Linked DNA regions of Mus musculus: all the other regions are linked to region 1. The links are chromatin contacts, called in public HiCAR-type and promoter capture Hi-C maps. All regions are on one chromosome and are shown on one strand. Each heading gives the region's core, a stretch centred on a gene start, on an enhancer-like site or on the middle of the called end of the contact. The rest is flanking DNA. Distances are from core to core; before and after follow the strand shown.

Evidence for each region. Promoter capture Hi-C pulls out the DNA fragments that hold promoters and counts their contacts. HiCAR-type assays count read pairs that join an accessible place to other places.
Region 2: a contact with region 1 is called in a promoter capture Hi-C map of pre-B cells, with 4 times the contacts expected there. The contact joins the promoter of Polr3h here to the promoter of Nol12 in region 1. A contact is called at or near these places in 1 of 39 promoter capture datasets (pre-B cells) and 1 of 115 datasets of contacts at active chromatin or transcription factors (astrocytes).
Region 3: a contact with region 1 is called in a HiCAR-type map of astrocytes, with 3 times the contacts expected there. The contact joins the promoter of Hsf1 here to the promoter of Nol12 in region 1. A contact is called at or near these places in 3 of 39 promoter capture datasets (the C10 cell line, hippocampal neurons and liver) and 1 of 115 datasets of contacts at active chromatin or transcription factors (astrocytes).
Region 4: a promoter capture Hi-C map of liver shows a contact between it and region 1, with 5 times the contacts expected there. The contact joins the promoter of Slc25a17 here to the promoter of Nol12 in region 1. A contact is called at or near these places in 2 of 39 promoter capture datasets (liver and pre-B cells) and 1 of 484 Hi-C or Micro-C datasets (B cells).
Region 5: a promoter capture Hi-C map of embryonic stem cells shows a contact between it and region 1, with 2.5 times the contacts expected there. The contact joins the promoter of Rpl8 here to the promoter of Nol12 in region 1.

The regions. Positions count from the first base shown.
Region 1 is chr15:78,933,468-78,936,347 of GRCm38.p6, forward strand. It overlaps Nol12 (nucleolar protein 12), which reads left to right and starts at 1,466. Exons shown (of 6, transcript NM_133800.3): 1 at 1,466-1,608. The coding sequence starts at 1,523.
Region 2 is chr15:81,924,687-81,927,566 of GRCm38.p6, forward strand. Polr3h (polymerase (RNA) III (DNA directed) polypeptide H) reads right to left here and starts at 1,527. Exons shown (of 6, transcript NM_030229.4): 1 at 1,100-1,527. The coding sequence starts at 1,210.
Region 3 is chr15:76,475,993-76,478,872 of GRCm38.p6, forward strand. Hsf1 (heat shock factor 1) reads left to right here and starts at 1,370. Exons shown (of 13, transcript NM_001331154.1): 1 at 1,370-1,725. The coding sequence starts at 1,609. It overlaps Bop1 (block of proliferation 1), which reads right to left and starts at 1,257. Exons shown (of 16, transcript NM_013481.2): 1 at 1,137-1,257. The coding sequence starts at 1,229.
Region 4 is chr15:81,359,303-81,362,182 of GRCm38.p6, forward strand. Slc25a17 (solute carrier family 25 (mitochondrial carrier, peroxisomal membrane protein), member 17) reads right to left here and starts at 1,463. Exons shown (of 9, transcript NM_011399.3): 1 at 1,375-1,463. The coding sequence starts at 1,428.
Region 5 is chr15:76,902,691-76,905,570 of GRCm38.p6, forward strand. Rpl8 (ribosomal protein L8) reads left to right here and starts at 1,381. Exons shown (of 6, transcript NM_012053.2): 1 at 1,381-1,419; 2 at 1,613-1,760; 3 at 1,849-1,990; 4 at 2,128-2,346. The coding sequence starts at 1,623.

The DNA of each region.
Region 1 (2,880 bases), core at 216-2,715:
ATCACAGCCTGCTTCCCACCTCTCTGAGCAGACATATTAGCTTCTGAGGGAGTGGCCAGGAAGCTGGGAAGGGAGACCAAACACCAAAGCTCAGACAATCTAGCTCACATTTGATCACTGGCACAATCCCTGCTCTCCCCCCACCCCGTTTGGCTTTGGTTTTTTGAGACAGGATTTCTCTGTGTAGCCCTGGCTGTCGTGGAACTTACTCTGTAGACCAGGCTGGCCTCGAACTCAGAGATTTCCCTCTGCACCAACTGAGTCTGGGAGAATATTGTGTTATGCACTTCTGACCCGACACACTTGTCCCACCACAGTCACGGCTCTCAGTTTGCTGCACGCAGGAGCAATATTCAGGGTCACCAGAGAATGTTCTAGAAATGGACATTCTGGGGCCCTGCCAAGTGTGTTGAACCCTGAACCCTCAATTTGGATTTCAGCAAGCCTTTAAGTGCATGCCAGAGTTCCAGGGCCACCTCTTTACAGCCTTACAAAGTCACTACAATGATCTCTATTTTATAAATAGGAAAGTGAGACACAAAGAAAAAGGCAATTTGGGGGCTGGAGAGATGACTCCAATGGTTAACAGTGCCTACTTGTCTTATAGAGGACCAAGGTTTGATTCTCAGTACCCACATGACTCACACACCATCTGTAACTCTAAGATTTATTTATTTATTATATGTAAGTCACTGTAGCTGTCTTCAGACACACCAGAAGAGGGAGTCAGATCTCATTAGGGATGGTTGTAAGCCACCATGTGGTTGCTGGGATTTGAACTCAGGACCTTCGGAAGCAGTCGGGTGCTCTTACCTGCTGAGCCATCTCACCAGCCCCCATCTGTAACTCTAGTTGCAGGGGATTTCATACCGTCTTCTGGCCTTGTAGGTCCTCATACAGTAGACCTAAACTCACTTAGGCACAGTATTTTTTTAATCTTACTTATTTATTTATAGACAGGGTCTCTTTATTGTCTAGCTCTGCTCTGGTTGTCCTGGAACTCACTGTGTAGCTTAGGCTGACTTTGATCCACCTGCCTCTGCCTCTCAGGTACTGGGATAAAGATGTATGCCACCTCCCCTAGCCCATAATTTATGATTTAATCTTTTTTTTTTAAAGGGGGGCAATTGCTTTTGAGTCACATACTTTGTAAAGGAATACCAGTGTTTGCATCTAGGCAGTTTCCCTCGCTCAAGGAAATCATGAAAGAGTTGACATCTGAATTCAATTAAGTTCAGTAATTCTTAGCGGTTTATAAATAACTCCAGATTGAGCGCTTGTTCGAGGCAGGTCAGATGATGGAATCGGGGAGCCTAGTTCTCACCGAAGCCATTCTGGGAGGATTGTTCAGAAGACCTGAACCAAAGCTGAGGCAGGACGGGAGGCTCCTTTAAAAGGTGGAGCCAAATCTGCGGAACTGTGGAACAAGGCCACGAAGAGCGCCCTACCGGAAATCTGAAACTGCTACACCCGGAAGTGTTTTAAAGTCAGAAGCGGCCACGCTGCCGGAAGCTTCACTGCAATGGGCCGCAACAAGAAGAAGAAGAAAAGAGATGGAGACGACCGGCGGCCCCGGCTCGTTCTCAACTTTGATGAAGAGAAGCGGCGGTGAGTGGCAGGGTGGAAAGAGACTCCCGTCGGGCTGCCGGGGGAAGCGCGCCAGGCACAGGGCGCGCACGCCCACGCGGAGGGTTCTTCCGGCCCCGCCCCTGGATGTAGCTGGAGCTCGCCTTCCTCTTTCCCCACCTCGGGGGATGGAGTCGCCCGCTCCTCCCTCGCTGTTTACGGCTCTCAGCGCTGCGCCTTGGACCACCGGAGTGCCGCGCCGTCTATTGTCACAGCCCATAGCTGGCTCCCAGTCGTTGTTGACGAAGGACGAGCCGATGGGATGAGAGAGGTTTAGTTCATTGATTCACGCACCAGACTGCGTGCCAGCCAAGCCTGAGACCAGAGGCTGAACTGCTTTTTAGTGTCACCGTAAATAGCACCTTGTGGTCTGATGGCTCTCAACCTGTGGGTCGCGACCCCCTTAAACCCATCGGAAAAGAGATAATATTTACATTACGATCCATAACAGTAGCAAAATACAGTTAAAACCCCTGGTGTAGTGTACCAACGGAAACCGTAATTGCAAAGCCTGGTAGTGCAGACCTATAATCCTAGCCATCCCGGATGCTGAGGCAGGAGGATTGCAAAGTAAAACCCTGTGCGGGAAAGTTCAAGAACGGTATGGGCATTTGGACAATTTGTCCCTGTCTCCAAGACAATATAAACGAATTAATTTATTAGACCATTTGCCTAGCTCGAATAAGGTACTAAGCGTAATTAACTTCCAATACAGCAAACTCAGGAACAGCAGAGATTAGACAGGAAGAAGGAAGCACGAGTCAGGAAGGTGGGGGCACTCCTAGGACCCGCCACACAGGACCCAGGTGGGTTCAGGAGTCAGGTGGCCTTGAGGACTGGTTGTTGGTTGGTTCAGTGAAAGAGTTTTGGGGTCTGGGTGAAGGCATTATTAGAAAGCCTTACTAGAAGTGACTCCTATGAAATAAAGTTTGCCAGTGTGGGAACAGTGACCACCAGCTCTGTGTATTGACCACCTGGCCTTTTGTGTACTTAGCAAGGGGCAGGAAGGCCAGGTGAGCTAGGTGACGTTTGGTTAGTGATGGAGCGCGTACTGAGACTATAGCTTCCAGCATAGGTGTGTGGTAGGTTATACCACCCAGGATTATTATGTAAGTACACTCTGATGGTCCAGCAAGGACTCACAACTCATTTCTCGAAGGTACCTTTGTCATTGAATGACTTGTGACTGCATTGTCTGTGACCTTGGATGAGTATCCTAGTCTCTTCCTCAGAGTCCCCATCTATAAATTAAGG
Region 2 (2,880 bases), core at 277-2,776, 3.0 Mb after region 1:
CAGTCCCAAAGTGAAAAGTTCACAGAAAGGCCTGTCCGAGGCATTACTTGGTGTCTTCCCACCATCAGCTCTCAGAGCAATGGCTGTTTCCTCAGAAGTCACCCATCTCTTTCATCCCGGGTGACACTCCCCTGTTCCCCACTCTGTGAATGCCTGTCCTTCATGGCATTTACCCCAGCTCATTACAACAAGACATTCTCAAGCCAACTTCTTCTCACTAGGCTACAAGGGCAGAGCCTGTGTCTCCCATTGGAGAGAGTGAAAGTCCGAGAAGGCCCCTGTAGTCATAGAAAGGGAAACACAGTAACCAAATGAATACAAGAAAGGGGCTACTGAGCTGGCTCAGCCGGTACAGCTGCCTCCCTCTAAAGCTGAAAGCTGAGTTCAATTCTAGAGACCCGCACGCTTATCCTCTCACCTCTACTCTCACACTGTGGGCAACACAGATAACACAAACCGAGGCCCAGAGAGGGTGACTTGGCCAAGACAACACAGTAATTGAACGAGGAAACAGGCATATTCCAGTTTCTGTTTTACAAACCCATTTTGTACACACGCTCTCTCCGTTTTGTTTTCTGGCAATCCTGAGAACCGAACCAGTGACTCCGCGAATGTCAAGCAAATTCAAGCACTGTTCAGCATCCTGATGCTTTTTGTTTCTTTTGAGGCAGGGTTTCTCCGTTGTAGCCTTGGCTGTTCTAGCACTCCCTCTGTAGACCAGGCTGGCCTCGAATTCACAGAAATCCGCCTGCTTCTGCCTCCTGAGTTATGGGATTAAAGGCATGCGCTACCGCCAGCAGCTTCGGTGCTTTTAATTTGTCTGAGTCAAGGGCTAACTATATTGCCCACGCTGGCCTCGAACACAGGATCGTCAAAAAGCCTCAATAGCCAAGAAGCTCGGATTACGGGTGTGCACTACCTCGCCCGGCCCATTTACTCCCTTGTGTACACGTTGTCACCCAAGTCTGGTTTATAAGGATGCGAAGGAAAAAAACCCCGACATGAAGTTAAGTGTGCAAGGCCAAGGGTGAACCAGGCGATAGCCAGACTAGCAGTGGGACCGGTAGGGACACTGCCGGGCAGCCCGAGGGCCCAGTACCTTGTTGGCCAATTTCTTGTTCAGCTCCTCAGCAATGGAATCGTTGAGTTTCCGCTCAAACTGCCACGGGGGTATGCGCACGGTGTCCACCATCTCCACCAGCACGAACATCCTGCGCTAGGGCTCTGGAGACCGGAGAGGCTGCCAAGCACGGGGGCCTGCGAGCTGTGATGGGGTGGGGGGGACCCGAGCCTCCTCCGTCCCTTCTCAGCCTCTGACAAGCCAAACCTGCAGCCGAGCTGCGCGGGAGGGCCTGGGCTCCAATTCTGGAAGCTACGCTCGTCTCCCGGAGGAAACTGAGGCCCGCTCCCGCCAGCCTTGGAGGAGCGCCGGCTCCCCGTCCCCGGATGCCACCCTGGCCTCGTTCCGTCCGCACCACGCGCGGGAGCCACGCGCGTCCAGCAACGCTGCGCTTGCCAAACCAAATCAACTCAGCTTCCGGAAAACTGACCAATAAGAAGCATCTGCCCGCCCCTGCGGGTCGCAGAGCTTCGCGAGGCTCCCGTGAGGGGCGGGGCCGGAAGGTGGGCGGGGCCGCCAGCACTCTCCCGCAAGTGAGAGAAGAGGGGCGGGGTAGAGTGCCGAAAGGGCGGGGCCCCATCCTGAAGCAAGCCAACCCCGGGCCCCTGAGAGAGTCTGGTTGCTAGGCGACAAGTCTGCACTTCAAGCCTGATTGTCTTTCTTTTGCACAACAGCCAGATAGACCCTTTGAAAATACAAATTTAACACGTTCAAAATAGTCTTTACTCCAGACAAAGTACCCAAGAGAGTGGGCAGAAAAGGGTCGCCGGGCCTTCCTGGATGATGTCATTTTAAGTGGTGCATTTGATGGATATGCTCACCAAAGCTCAGCACACAAAGCTTAAACAGCTGAAACAGACTCACGCTTGTAATACCAGCGCAAGAGAGGGTGAGGCTGGACAATCACTGCAAGTTCAAGACCAGCCTGAGTTACCAAATGAGATCCTGTGGCCGGGCAGTGCTGGCGCACGCCTTTAATCCCAGCATTTGGGAGGCAGAGGCAGGCGAATTTCTGAATTCGAGGCCAGCTTGGTCTACAGAGTGAGTTCCAGGACAGCCAGGGCTACACAGAAAAACTCTGTCTCGAAAAACCAAAAAGAAACAAAAAACAAAAAACACAGATCAGCTACATAGTGAATTCAAGTCTAGCCTGAGGTACAAAAGACTTTTTGTTTGTTTGAGACTCTTTCTAAAAAGAAAAAGGGGGGTGCCTAACAATGATGGTGACACACGTCTTTAATCCTAGCACTTGGGAGGCAGAGGCAAACGGATCTCAGAGTTTGAGGCCAGCCCAGTCTACAGAGCAAGTTTCTGGACAACCAGGACTGAACAGAATAATCCTGTCTCAAAAAAACAAAATAGAAAAATTTTCTTGCTGCACACTTTTAATCCCAGCAGTTGGGAGGGGCAGAGACTGTCAAATTTCTGAGAGTTAAGACAAACCTGGTCTACCAAGAGAGTACAAGATAGTCAAGGCTATACAGAACACACTCCCTCCCCCACCCAAAAAAAAAATGAGGAGAAAAAAAATAAGGCATTTTGGGCTGGGCGTTGATGGCACACACCTTTCATCCAAACAATTAGAATGCAGAGGCAGGAGGATCTCTCTGAATTCGAATTTGAGGCCAGCCTGGTCTACAAAGCAAGCTGCAGGACAGACAGGGCTACACAGAGAAACCCAGTCTCATAACACATGTAAGACAACAGTGTGCCTTTCTAGAAACAAAGTATTTCAGGGAATTGACAGGAGAGGTAAGAAT
Region 3 (2,880 bases), core at 120-2,619, 2.5 Mb before region 1:
TGGCTAGTTCTTGTCTACCTGAGTGGCCTTCGCTGCCAATCATCACAGTGATCACCTGAGTTTCCATAGATGTCACACTGACATTCTCTTATTATTGACATCTCTAAAACTACGCTACTTGTCATACTAACAAGTAAAAGTACTGCACGCAGTTAGGGCATAAACAACTGACTATTAAAGGCTTACTGCCTAGAACTACACAGAGGGAAAAGCTTAGGGGCGTTTCATAAAACAAAGGGACAACTTACGTAGTGGTTCTCAACCAGTGGGTCACAATCCCTCTGGGGCGAGCAACCCTTTCATAGACTATCCTGCATATCAAATAATTACGATTCATAACAGTAGCAAAATTACAGTTATGTTTTCTTTTTGGTTTTTTCGAGACAGGGTTTCTCTGTGTAGCCCTGGCTGTCCTGGCACTCACTTTGTAGACCAGACTGGCCTCGAACTCAGAAATCCACCTGCCTCTGCCTCCCAAGTGCTGGGATTAAAGGCGTGTGCCACCACCACCCGGCAAAATTACAGTTATGAAGTAGCAGCGAAAATGATTTTGTAGTTGGGAAATCACCGCAACACGAGGAACCGTATTAAAAGGGCCACAGCATTAGGAAAGTTGAGAACTTTGAGGATCCAATTCAGTGGAGTCAGCTGTGCATGCCTTCTACCACCTACATTTGATGAATGTAGCAAGCCTACTGAGCTTAGCAACATGGACTAGCAATGGTTCCATGACAACCAGTTCTGGATGCCCTGGGTTCCAATCAGACTTCCATAATCTCAAGTCCTCTTTTGATTCACAACACACCTGACATGCTGGCTTGGTAGCACAGCACGAGCGCAATTACAACCTTTCCCAGGACAGGAAGCACAGATGGAAGGTCCAGAGACTATGGTGAGGGGACTCTTAAAGGTCTCTCCCTTAACACGGTTCAAGCCACAGAACTATCCCCCGGGTTCCAGCGCCCCTCGGCGCAAGTAATGTTCTGCTGAGAGTTCCAAAATAACAGCCCAGACTGGACGATCAGGCTCTAGGCGACCCACACGACACTACACGCTGCGCCACGGCCCGGCCTCCCTGGTCTTGCCAAGTGCCTGCATGGTTCCCAGAGGGATGCTGTCCGCTACTTGGAAGTTACCTCTTGTATCTGCAGCTCCTGATCAGGTTCCAAACGTCGTTTCCCCGGCAGCGATGCCGGTGACATGTGGGGCTTACCACACGCCCCCGCCATGCTGCGCCGCGCCGGCTACCGATCTACTGCCGCTTCCGGCAGCGGGAGCGCCTCGTGTGCCCCCAGCCAGGCTCCGCCCTACCAGGCTCTGATTGGTGAGCAGCCCGGGTGAAGCCATCTTGCGCAGGCGTAGGGTGCGGCGCAAGGGCTGGGCCGGCAAAGTAGGCAGGGGAGATCACGGCGCCTGCGCACAGAGGCTACAGGTCTGGCCCTAGCGAGAGCGCGCCGGTCGCAAGATGGCTGCGGCCATGCGAGGCCTTGCTGTGTGTGCGCAGCGGGCGGCGGAGCGGCCCGGACGGCAGGGGCAGCGACGACACTAGCTCAGCCTTCAGCCACTCTTCTAAAAGGCCACCCCAGCCTCTGCCTGCTTTCGTCCGAGATGGATCTGGCCGTGGGCCCCGGTGCAGCGGGGCCCAGCAACGTCCCGGCCTTCCTAACCAAGCTGTGGACCCTCGTGAGCGACCCGGACACAGACGCGCTCATCTGCTGGAGCCCGGTAGGAGCTGGCATGGGCCGGAGCGGCCTTCGAGGGAGGGTCCTGTGGCGGGAGGGGACCTGCTTCGGAGAAAGCGGCCTGCGAGTTAGTCGGGCTCGCCCGGGTTCAGCCATCCTGGCATCCTAGAGGGAGGACGCCGCTGTCTGGGGAGGAAGTGCGCCCCGCCCCCAGAGCCACTCACGGAGAGTAGGCCGAGACCCCAAATCATCCTACATTTCACCCGGACAATAAGGACGGGGCTTCCAGTACAGGGTCTTTGCTCACAGAGAAATAGTTCCCAGAGTCCGTCTGCGTTTCTGCTTTTTAGGCAATCATTCAGAATAAGTGGAAGGCCTAAGGAATGCATGAGAGAAGAGCGAGAATAGGAGGATGTGGAGCCTAAGCTCAGCCCCGATAGTCTCCAGACGCCAGAGCAGTTTTGCCCGGCCCTCCAAGGGCCGTGTCGAACCCTGTTCTGTTGCCTGGCAGCGGACTGTGTACACCGCACACCCTGCTGGCCCTGCATCTCTGGCTGGCTTGCAGAGGTCGTTCCGTGTTTGTGTTAAGTTGGAAAGTAGAATCTGCTGTTCACATGTGGATTCTGAGGGCCAGAGCGCGCAGAGCTAGCCGATGGTGGTGGCCTGAAGACAGGCCACCCTGATTCAATGGGAACCTTTGGAGGGATGGAGGCGGCTAGGTGCCACCACCTTGACCTTCTGCAAGCCAAATCTGGCGGGTCTCTCGGTCTCTGCGGAGCACTGCCCCCTCGCACAAGTTTCTTAAGCTGGCAAGAATGGAGAAAAGGCCTGGGTGGCAGATGGAGGCCAAGGCTTCTGGCTCTCAGTTGCCTGTTTGTTTAAACTCTGCTCTGCCTAAAGGGTGTTTTGGGAATAAAGAGAAGACTAGAAAGCACGGAACTTCACTTTTCACGAGACGGTCTTTGTGATTATCCCATGGGCTATCCGTGGGCCGCGTTGTTTTCCTGAATGCCATATTCAGTTCACAGCCTGTCCTGGATTTCATACACCTGGGCAGAGAGTATGATCTTACCTTTCTATCTTTCCCCAATTTACCCCCCTCTGTTTTCTTTGACTGAAGGGGAGCTTTCTTACCTAGGTCCAGTAGGACTACCAGGTAGCCTCTGGAATAGTCTGAGCTTAATCCTATTAGGAAGAT
Region 4 (2,880 bases), core at 213-2,712, 2.4 Mb after region 1:
CCCCAAACTTGAGTCTTCACAACCACTGTCAGTTCACTTGGGAGGAAGACCATTCATGTTCCTTGAGTCAAAAATTTGTCAGACACAAGCAACCCTAAGCTACACCCAAGCTATCATTAAATCCTGGTGGTTCTTATAAATCCATTCCAGGCAAATGCTCTCTTACCCCTTCCACCAATAGGTCACAGCCATCTCTTGCCTGAGAGAGATGTGCCTTCCGTATTCTACTCTCCACAGGGCAGCAGAGAGGATCGGGTTTGAAATGTCAATCAGTAAGTGCAACCACTGACCCTTTCCTACACAAAGTCATGAATCATTTGGCCCCCCATTTGCATTTCCACTTCAGTCAAACAGGTCCCTATGACCAACTGAAAACATGTCACAACAAACTTCCACCCCAGTTCTTTCATAACGAGCAAAAGGCACTTCTGGTTGATTTAAAGGAACGCGACTCTTTTGAATAAGACACCATGTAATATTCCCTCACCTACTTCTCAAGGTCTAGAAGAAAAGTGTAATATTTTCTTCCCTCTTCATAGATTACAAACGTGAGATTTGAGATTACCTGGTAAACATATGATAGAATTGGAATTAAAAAACTCAGATTACTCTTCACCGGAACATAAGCTGTCTGAATGGATAGGAATGGTCCACGGTGACTCTACATGGCTAAAGGTACATGCTGGGAGTTAGGGAAGAACATGGGAAACAGTCTGAGGAAAAGAACCAGAGGAGGAATGTTACCTGTGCCAAGAATGTGAAGTTTCAGGGAAAAGGGAAGTGTCAAATGGAAGGAACTTAGATACCTCTAAATCGAAGAACAAAGCACTTAACTCACAGTAACTATACAGGTAGTACATAACACCACCGATCTTGACTTAAAAAATAAACAAACAAACACCCTATCTTTTCCTGGCAATAAGGCTGACTAGGAATGTTCCATTAGCTATTGCCACTTGCCTGGGATAAGGTGTGACACCAGGCTGGCAGTAGACTTACAGCAAGCACCCCATCTTCACACTTAGTTTTTCCGCAGGACCAATTTGGACGAAGTTTGTGTGCAGTGAGAGTTGGGTAAGGGAAGGGTTGGCCTTAAACTTTTAAACTTCAGAAGGCAAAGAAAATAGCAATTATCTTCTTCCCTATTCCCTCTGGACCTTTGTGACTGATAGTCCAGACAGTCTCTGGGAAAGTCCAGAGGGGACTGCGGCAGAGGGTGGCTCCTGGCCTCGCCCTCCCTCTTGTAGCAGCAACTTTCCATTTATGCCCGTCCTTTTCGTTCCAGTTGTGACAGATTCGGTCCCCACATCTCCCCCGTGCCCTTCTCCCCGACCCATCCCGAGATTTACTTCGAAGCCCCAAACCCCTCCTCACCACGGCTCCGGCCACGGCGTGTACCAGACTTTCGTAGGACAGCACAGAGGCCATGGTGCCACACTTTTCACTCAGGCGCCTCAGAGTGTGCGGGTTCGTGAAAGGACCGTCTCAAGCCCCACCTCTCAGAAGTCTCCCCCGCCTCCACCAGAACGACTGCTTCCGGGTCACAGACTGCCCTGGTTCGCTGGGGAGAACAGCCGGGGAGGCGAGTGTGAAATGCCCAGGAACGCCCCTGAACATCGATTGGTCCGGATCGGTCAAGGGGCGGAGCAATGCTCAGTGGCTATGGAAGGATCTGTGTTCTGAGCACCCCCTGCAAAGGTTCCTAGCCCCTCAGTCTGTCAGTGTGCTTGCACACTAAATTGGTTAGTCAAGCCCATAAAACGGGAGGACATAAAAGTCCTTAATGACTCCTGCACCCCAGTTCCTTGCAAAATATATGTTGGCAGGCTCAGTTGTTAGTGCTTGCTTAGCATGACTACCAGCAAACCATAAACACCAGTAAACACAGTACTCAGGAAGTGGAAAGAGGATCTGGGGACTGAAGAGTTGGCTCAGTTAAGAACAAGTACTGCTTTTGCAGAGGATCCTCGTTTAGGTCCCAGTATCCCAAGCAAGTATAGTTCCAGGGGGTCTGACCTTCTCGGGTTTCCGCGCACACTAAGACATACACACACACACACACACACACACACACGACTAAATAATTTTGTTAAAAGAATTTAGTACAGAGTCACCCTCAGCTACAGAGAGAATTTGAGATTAACCTGGGCTGAGACTCGTCTCAAAACAAAAGCCAAAACAGACCTAAACCCTAAAACGTAGCCTGTAATCCCAGTACCATGGATGCTGAGAAGTGGAGTTGGCTAGCCAGAACTATAGAAACAGCGTCAAAACAAAAGCAACCCTCCAGGATAAGCTGATAGCCATAGATAAGGGGGTGGGTCAATATCTCCAACCTTCGTTTCTCCATTCAGCCATCCCAACACCCGCTGCGAGATATAGAATCAAGGCTCTGAGGCCCGGTAGTTAAACCTCTAGCATAGTTTGTTTAAACTGACAATTTGGGGCTGTATAGATATAGCTCAGCAGCTAAGAACGCTTGCTCTTCAGTTGCTATCACACAACCCTCTATGTCCCTCGGGACAGACGCCACAGCTTTCTGTCCTCTGAAAGAATCCAGGACTGCTTACATAAATGCACTCATGCACATAAAGGTAAATCTAAAAGCAAAGTCAGTATTTTACCCTTCCACTGTGATAGTCTTAAGGTTTCTATTCCTGCACAAAACATCATGACCAAGAAGCAAGTTGGGGAGAAAAGGGTTTTATTCAGTTTACATTTCCACATTGCTGTTCACCACCAAAGGAAGTCAGGACTGGAACTCAAGCAGGTCAGGAAGCAGGAGCTGATGCAGAGGTCATGGAGGGATGTTTCTTACTGGCTTGCTCAGCTTGCTTTCTTATAGAACCCAGGACTACCAGCCCAGAGATGGCACCACCC
Region 5 (2,880 bases), core at 131-2,630, 2.0 Mb before region 1:
TGCCTATATAGGAAGAGTGTGACAGGGCTGAAAACTTGCACATACATTTACAGACTCTCACAAAACTGTCCTGTGGGCCGGTTGGCTGAGATATACCCTAGTGCTGGCAGGGCCCTATGCCCTGCACGGTTCACAAGACAAAGCACTAGCAGGCATCCTCCCACAGACTTTTCTGTATAGGCATCTTTCATTCTGGTTCTCTTCTGGGCTGACTCAACTCCTTACCCTGCCCCTGGGTGGCTTGATTTACCACTCTGCAAGTCCTGGAACCCTGCCACCCAAAGCTCCACTACCCTTCTGGAATACCCTGTGCACCAGCATCCTGTGGAACTTGAGCCATGACGATAACTCGGTGTTCTTTCCTCGTTTGTTTGTTTGTTTTTTCGAGACAGGGTTTCTCTGTACAACCCTGGCTGTCCTGGAACTCACTCCGTAGACCAGGCTAGCCTCGAACTCAGAAATCCACCTGCCTCTGCCTCCCAAGCCCTGGGATTAAAGGCATGTGCCACCACGTCTGGCCTGTCCCTTCTTCTTTTCAGTGTGTCAGATCACCAACCCATGTCCCTTCCTCCTCAATATGTCAATTTTAGCCTCTGCCATGTAAAATCTCCCAGTTCTGACAAACCTCTCTTACCAATTGGGACCCTGACCCTCAGTTACCTCCCTCTCAGTCTACACGTTTATGCCATTGACTACTTAGGTTTCACTCAGATGAAGAACCTCTGTTTGGGGGGCTCTGTGCCACTTTATCGCCCTGCATCGCTGCGTTCCTTCCCCGCTTTAGCTCTCCAGGGTCATTGCCCCCACCCTCTTTCCAATTGCTGAGGCCACTAACTTTTGGCTTCTTTGCCAGACATCTTGAGAACTCCGCAGGTGACCTTCTTAAATCCCAATCATTATCTTCTTGTTCTTCTTCACCTCCTTCCTCCCCTCCACCCCCAACCCCCTACCCCAGACTGGGTTTTCTTTGTAGCCCTAGCTTGTTCTGGAACTTGTTTTCTAGCCCAGGCTGTCCTGGAACTCCGCCTGACCCAGTCAAATTTCAATCTTCTAGTTCGGCAAAGCACTAGGTTTCCAGTGTCTGCACATCCAATCTCCTCCGTCTGGGCCCAGCTCGGAAGCTCAAGATTCTGCGTGGCGTTGCCCTGGACAAATCCTTCCACCTCTTGAAGCCTCCTCTCTCCCGCCCTTCCTCCGTAAGACTCTTGAGTCGGTTTCTTCAGAGTCTGCCTCTCCCCAGGACGACAAGTTTCAGCAATTGCCTTGGTTCAGCAATTTGGTAGACACACAGGACACCTGCATGTGACTACAAGACCCGACAGGCATTGCGCTGGGGAAGGGGCGGAGTTATGGCCCCGCCCCGGAAGATAAGGCTGCGTTGACCCGTCTATTTCCTCTTTCGGCCTTGCTTGCCGGCAGGTAAGTTGTGCTCTGTCCGCTGCGGGTTTTGAAATTATCCACCGCCATCCGCCGCCGTTAACTACTTGGCGGTCTGTCATGCGGCCTGGCCCACTCGTCCAGGATCAGAAGGGAGGGATGGCGTTGCTTTCGGCCTTGGGGGCTGGCAGGAGGCTGGGGATTTTTTTGGACGCTGAACTCGAACCATTTCCAGACTCGCCGCCATGGGCCGTGTGATCCGAGGGCAGAGGAAAGGCGCGGGTTCTGTTTTCCGTGCGCACGTGAAGCACCGTAAGGGCGCCGCGCGCCTACGTGCTGTGGACTTCGCGGAGCGACACGGCTACATTAAAGGCATCGTAAAGGTAGGAGGGCACCGGCGGGAGTTAAGCAGGCGGGGAACCGGGCGTCTCGAGCAGGCCTTAGAATACAATACACCACCCTGACCCGTAGGACATCATTCATGACCCTGGCCGCGGCGCTCCCCTCGCCAAAGTCGTCTTTCGGGATCCCTACCGATTCAAGAAGCGGACAGAGCTGTTCATCGCAGCGGAGGGGATCCACACTGGACAGTTCGTGTACTGCGGCAAGAAGGGTGAGCCTCCAGGCGGGGAAGGAAGGAAGGGTTGGGCCCGGGACTTTGGGTGCTGAGCTGAGCTTCGTGGGTTGGGATCGGTGTGGGTTTGGCATGGCTTTTAGCGTTAACAGTCGTTTTGCCCCCTCTCTCCACAGCCCAGCTGAATATCGGCAATGTTTTGCCCGTGGGCACCATGCCTGAGGGTACGATCGTGTGTTGTCTGGAGGAGAAACCTGGGGACAGGGGCAAGCTGGCCCGAGCCTCCGGGAACTACGCCACAGTCATCTCCCACAACCCAGAGACCAAGAAGACTCGAGTGAAGCTGCCTTCGGGGTCCAAGAAGGTCATTTCCTCTGCCAACAGAGCCGTTGTTGGTGAGTGCGGGAGGGCAGTGGGGCCTTGAAGACGCGGGTGGTCGGCATATGAACTGCCAGCTGCTGGGCCTAGGCCATAGAACCACATTGCTTATTTTCTTGGTCATGGGAGAAGACTAACAGAATGCAACTGGGGATTTAGTTGTAGAGTGCTAGAATACCTACTTCGTAAACAACTAACTGATTCCTGTCCTGGGGATTTGATTCTTTTCTGGTCTCTGGGCACTGTATAAATGTGTATGGATACAGACATGTAGGTAAAGATGCCTGTGTATACATAAAATTAGGTTAAAAAAAGATTACACCGCTTGACACTTTTGTGCACTGTGACCTAGGAATTCTGATCCTGCACTTGAGTTTAGTTGGTTCATTTTAGAAAAGATAGGACCAGTAGTGGCTGTTAAAAGATGTTCAAGTCAGTGAAAAGGGGCCATGACTTATCTCTTGTTTAGTTACTTGGAAACATCTTAGGATCTGCTAACCTCATCCTTGCATAGGATAAGTTCTGAGGGCACGTGGTCAAAGCATGCTGTG